2 separate regions of the Mus musculus genome follow, and region 1 is linked to region 2. A link is a contact called in public HiChIP or PLAC-seq data. All regions are on one chromosome and are shown on one strand. Each heading gives the region's core, a stretch centred on a gene start, on an enhancer-like site or on the middle of the called end of the contact. The rest is flanking DNA. Distances are from core to core; before and after follow the strand shown.

The links. HiChIP or PLAC-seq counts read pairs in DNA pulled down with a chosen protein or histone mark.
Region 1: an H3K4me3 HiChIP or PLAC-seq map of embryonic basal ganglia shows a contact between it and region 2, with 5 times the contacts expected there. The contact joins two enhancer-like sites. A contact is called at or near these places in 1 of 484 Hi-C or Micro-C datasets (embryonic fibroblasts) and 1 of 115 datasets of contacts at active chromatin or transcription factors (embryonic basal ganglia).

The regions. Positions count from the first base shown.
Region 1 is chr17:72,503,806-72,506,762 of GRCm38.p6, reverse strand. All of the region lies in intron 1 of Alk (anaplastic lymphoma kinase), which reads left to right. Among named protein-coding and RNA genes, the nearest start is that of Alk, 99 kb to the left of the region's middle. Within about 2 kb of position 1,457, at least 30 of the 459 cell types and tissues checked have an H3K27ac peak or open chromatin away from gene starts, as enhancers often do. A contact at or near this core is called in embryonic basal ganglia, where this site is marked.
Region 2 is chr17:71,979,764-71,982,759 of GRCm38.p6, reverse strand. The region is part of intron 8 of Alk (anaplastic lymphoma kinase); the gene reads left to right. Among named protein-coding and RNA genes, the nearest start is that of Gm41613, 150 kb to the left of the region's middle. Within about 2 kb of position 1,424, at least 67 of the 459 cell types and tissues checked have an H3K27ac peak or open chromatin away from gene starts, as enhancers often do. A contact at or near this core is called in embryonic basal ganglia, where this site is marked.

The DNA of each region.
Region 1 (2,957 bases), core at 208-2,707, 520 kb before region 2:
GATGTGCGGCCACAGCTACTGGATTGTAGTCATTAGGAGCCAGCCACACAATATTGGTGACTTTTAAAGAGGGAGGAACCGAGTGTCCCTTTTAAAGAGAGAGAGAGCAATGAAATAATTTGCAAATTTTTAAAGACCCTCTTATCCCAATATCTAAGATATTCTACTTTTAAGGACAGAAGCTTTCCTCTCCCCTGCCTGGTCAGTAAAGGCTTTGGAATTGTCTACTGTCCACCTGTACCAAGAACTAAGTCTGTGGAAGACACAGTCATTTTGGTACATTATGGCACATTAAGCATGAGGACTGGAGCTGTGAAGGAAGGCAGGCACGCACTCTCTGGAAACTTTTCTAGTGGCTGGCAGAGTATGAGGAGTCTAGTTGTAGGAGTTAACACGGTGAGAAGTGAGCCCCTCTAGGCAGCATCAAAATCCCAGTGACCAAAAGATGTACAAATGCTCTGCTTGAACCATTTCTAGATGTCTAGACATACAGGTATTTCAGGTCCATTGGAGAGGTTCAGTTAGTAGATGGCTTTTGATAGCAGTGGCTTTTTCTCGCTGCACTCTGTGGAGATATAGTCAGGAGTAAAAACCCCCTGGCCAATAGTCATCTTGTTAGGCCCTGTGTCGGGTAGTAGGAATGATTTTCATTCAGACAAAGTCCTACGGAGGAAGTGATGGTTTATGGAACAGACAAGGAGACTGAGACAGGAAGAAGATATAGATGGAGTCAACTTCCAATACACAGCCAGATGCTCATGGCTCTCTTATTTATTCATAAGTCTCATTGACTACTCCATGTTGTTCTGAATGGGAAAATGGAAATGAGAAATGTTTCTTGATTTGGGGGGCATGAATAAGAATCTTCTGGAACCTCTGGAACCTGTGAAGATGCAGGCTCTGATGAGTCAGAGCTGACTAGGGTCTGAGAGCCTTCCATCTGTGAATTGATTCTCTGGGGATGCAACAGAGGCTGCTATACCCAGAGGACAAGAGGTCCCTTCTTCCCTCTCATTTCTCTTCCCAGAGAGGAGGATTTTCCAAAGGACTTTAGAACTGGGTAGGGCTGACCATTCCTCACAGCCAGAATTTTGGCTTCAAATTGGCCCTGTTGCCTTTGCAGGAGAGCAGTGGTTTAAGAAACACCTCAGATCAGATTCTGTGTAGGTAGGGTCTAAGGACAAAGCCCTAGGAAAAGAATATGCAGAGTAGAAAGGCCTTCCCTGTAGCTCCACCCATTCTGGAGCCTTGCAGACTCCAGTGCCTATTTGCAGAATCCAGGGCAACCCCCATCCTAGACTATGAAACCCCAAATCTGCAACTAGGCTGCAAAGGCATGGGAGACAGAAGCAGCGTGACAACAGCATATTCTTCGAGTGCTAATGGGCTGCCTTGCTTTGGGGAGCACAGCAGGGGCTGGGATTCAGGGCCCTAAGCAGGGCCCTTGTGGAAAGCACACGCTGGTCTCGGCCAGCGTGCATTCAGCATGCACTGCACGTGCAGCCTGGGCTTCCTCTAACGTCTCATTTTGCCTAACACTTTTTGTTTTCATTATTCCTAAATTTGGCCTGCCCAGTGAGTGTGATTAAAATGAAAACCTTATTCTAATAGAGTTGGGGAAGTGGAAGAAGAAATCTAAAATTAGGCTATGGAAAGGAGGAAAAAAAAGAGAGAGAGAGAGAAAGAAAAGAAAACCTCAAATAATATAATAATGACCAAGTTGATTCAAATCCACACTTGCAGTCATTTCTCTCCGAGGGACAAAACAGCGGCGGCATCTGCACAGGTGTTTGTATAATCCAGGTCACATCAAAACTCCTCATCTATTTTACAAATTCAAAACCCTGAGAAAAAAATGGAAGCAAACAGTAATAGGAGATAATAAAGGGAATAATAAGGCTGCCTCCCCGCCTTGCACAGAGGTGTCTGGTGAGCCAAGAAGGCATCTGTCATGTGCTTTGTTCTCTGTGGAAATGCTGAATGGCAAGAGAGAAAACACTGTCGCTATGCTACACAGAGCCCAACAAGGGCGGGCCGGACACCGTTTGGGATTCGCTTTTTGCTTTCTCTGTAAGCAGATAACCCCACCTGAAGAGCTCATCTCAAACTTAGAAGCCATCCATGCTCAGATCCCCTGACCTAAGTGAAGTCCTTCAGATGAAAATTCCTTCCCAGAATTCCCTTCAGTACCTACTGAGAGACACCATTCTCTGTCTTATTTTGTTTAATTTATTTTTGCTGTTGTTTCGTCTAGTGCTACATTACCTCTGGCCTTTCGAGCAATGCCTAGGAGATGCACTGAATGAATGAATGAATGAATGAATACATGCGTGCACGCATGAGAGTACCTCAAGAAGTCACAAATTTCTTCTCTTTCCAAGCCGGCATGTGGTAGGGAAGAATTTGTGCTGATGGTCTCTGTTTTATTTATTTTTCTGTGACAGAATAATGAACACAAACATGGCCTGGGAAGATCTGGTCTATCACAGTAGCTAGGGGAAACATGGCAGAGAAGATAGCTGGCAGGAATAGGTACCTGGAGGTACCTCCACATCTCATGGAGGCAGAGAGCCTATCCAGTGGTAAATCTAGCCTATAGTCCTCTAAGTGCCCCCAAATCAGACAGCTAGGCCTCATGTCCAAAAGGTTACGCAACCTCACAAGATGGCACCACCAGTAGAGGACTGAATATGAAGATGCTAACCTTCTCGATGTTTCATACAGAGATTCTAATGGTCTATGAGTGCCTTTTCTGCTTGTCCTCTCCACCAGGGTAGTGTGTCTGTCTAGGTAGACAAATATCAAAGATATGGCCCCACTTTGATGCCCAGAGTTTCAGAGAAGAAAAGGTCACCAGAAAATACCTCCTCCTGTAGTCCCGGTGTTGGTTCAGCTCTGGCCTTGTCTCCCGATCACACCCACACAATGTGATTTATTATTTGTCCTAGTTAAAAGTG
Region 2 (2,996 bases), core at 175-2,674:
AGGTGTTTTCCTTGGCTTTCTTTCTCCTCTGGTTAGATTTGCTCTAGGCTGTTTCTGTTATTTCCTGCCCTTTTCCAGAACTTGGCTAAGCAGGTACGATGGAAAGAAAGGGGAGGGTTCATACACACACACACACAATTGCATCACTCATGTTTGAATATGTTTATACTACAATGACTTTCACCTTCAGTATTTCAGACCATGGATATCTAAGGTTGATCGGCTCTCAATGTTAAGAGCAATATATTGTTGTTGATGTTGTTATTGTTGTTGTTGTTGTTGTTGTTGTTGTTGTCGTCGTCGTCATTGTCATAGTCATCATCATCATCTTCCTGAGGTATGAGGGGAATGCAAGGTAAATAAATAACCAAAATAGAAATGTGTGTGTACAGGTTTATAACCCCTGTCTCTCTCACTACACCCAAATCCTCCATGCAGAAGGTAGGAAGTGGATTTCTTTCTTCCAGGATAGCTGAGCTGCAATAGCAAGGAAACCAGTTCCTGCTGCATTGCTGTGCAAGACTACATGGTGGCTCAGGTCTCAGTCTTTGAGCCCCACAATTCCTAAAAAGGCTTCCCTAGAGTAAGAGGATACAGAGAGATGGGTGCTAGATAGAGGTGTGGAGGACACCGCTGATGAGGGACAAACACATGGGGATGGATGCCTTGGTTGGCCTGGACTTCAGGACTTTCACTGACCATAGAGTACCTTCTCTACAGACATACCAATCCTGGTCTGCCAAAGTTAATGTATGCAGAAAACCTCAAAAATGTAGGCTCACAACACCCCACGTTCACCAGTGCATTCCCACAGGGTGCCCAGGTCCCCTTTGATGAATTTCCCTCCAAATCTAGGAAGGAACTAGCTAGTAAGTCTATGTTTCTCCACTGCATTCACTTGGAAAGTGAACAAACGGGGCTTCTTGGGCTCCTTTTTGACCTCCTGAAAGACGTCACTGAGACTGGGTCTCTGCATCTTCAATCTCCATCCTTGGTGACTTGGTTGCTGGCCCTGGATCCTAAGATTTATCAACTGTTTGTATGCCCCGTCAATGGTGAGCAAAATCCATCCTGAGTGCATGCAGAGCTTCCCCCAATACCTGCCACCCCAAGCAGGGTGATGCATCTTGCCATTTACAAACACGACTCAGAAAAGAAATCAGGAACAGGGGCAGGGAGACAGAGGGGCTGGAAGAGCGTACAGAACTAAATCAAATGCCCATCAACAATGAGGTCATGGCCAGCATGAGCCTTGTGCCAAGCCAACCCCTAGAGCCTTCCATGAGCTTCTGAGCTCCCATGTCCCCCTCTGGCTACCTGCAGCCACTACTGCTACCTTTCTTGCCCAACCACTACTGCGGGCCTCACCTCCTCCTGTTCTTTGCACAGTTGCACATAAAGCATGAATATTTAAAGACCCCTGCCTAGCCCAGCCACAAACAGAGAGAGTATTGTGACTCTTTTCGGTTCCCCTTCCCTGCCACAAGCTATTCTCTGCAGGAAACTAGGGAGCCACTTACAATATATTCTTATTTTTATTTTATTTTTATTTTTATTTTTATTTCGCTGAGCTCCAGTTCAAATAATTAAAGTTGCCACGGGGGAGGAAAGGCTTGCCGTAGCTTTCATGTACTGGCTGTCAGGCCTGTTCCAGTCTGACTTGGCTTTAGACACTCTGATGTGTCTACCATTGCAGCTGCTGCTAATACAGAGGAGGACGTGAGAGGGGTGGGGGCTGTCCCACCCCTCCCCCTGCCTTTCACACATTCCAGAAGCCTGACTGTCTCAACAAGCCCTGTGTGGTTTGAAATTCTGTTTTATTTGAATAGCCTGCCTGTGACTAGAATATTTTAAGCCATGTTCTCAGGCCAGAAGAAAGCCTGGGGCAGGAAGGATTAGGCTTCTCTCATTTCTTTCCACTCTAAAACAGGGGAGTGGTTTTTCTTTTATGGGCTGCAGGAATATGAAGGACCCAGGAAGATGGCTATCATACACCAGTTTTTGTGATAGTCAGCTCTCAACTGCTGGTTTTCTGACCTTGCCTGATCTGCAGCTCTGTCCTTACATTCCAAGGGCATTGAAGCATTTGTGTACACGTGCACACACACACACACACACACACACACACACACACACAAAATGATATCCTAAAACACAACCAGAACCTTCTACCCTGAAGTCAACCCAAGGGAAAAAAATAATAATAACTTTAATTCACTGCTGGGGCAGCTGAGCCCAGGCAAAAAGGTTAGCTATGGAGTTCTGACATGTCTGTGTGGGCTTTCTGGCCTAAAGGGAAAAAGACCCATACTCTGTGTCCTTAAGATTGTCAAATGTGACCTCGACAGATATAGGAGAGAAGACTGGCATGGAGAATTTCCTTCTGCCAGCCTTCAAGCCGTGCCTACAACCCCTATAAGAATGGTACCCTATGGTGACAGTCCCGTAGAAGCCATGGAAACCCTCCCATCAATTGTTGTCTGGTTTAGATTTTTAAAGACTCTTCTGGTGTCCATGCATGGAAGGATAGCCCTTTCTTTGCCAGCTGCTCAATATGAGATCCAGGAGTGTTGACTGAATTTATGCAAAGCTGTCTCAACCTCCTCCTGCGGACAAGCGAGGAGACACAGAGGAACTCTCATGAGACCTGAGTTTTCAGTTTCTCAAACTTAATGACAAAGTCTCCCATGAAAAGGCAAATAAATAAATAAATAAATAAATAAATAAATAAGGGTCCCCAAACCAAAGAGGCTTGAGATGGAGAAACTAAAATAGCAGGGTTCTGCTGCATCGTTGCCTGCCCAGTGTCGACAGGGTAGGGAGGACTAGGGCAGTGTGCAGGAAGAGCTGAGAGCTCATTCTGTATACAGCCCTGGCAGGGTCTTCCCCACCCATGCATGATCTAGGTTAGAGCAATGTACCATAGCCCCAAAGCAACAAATACAAGTCAAGACCAAAGCCAGACCTCCTCTCTCACACAGATGACCCCATCTGAG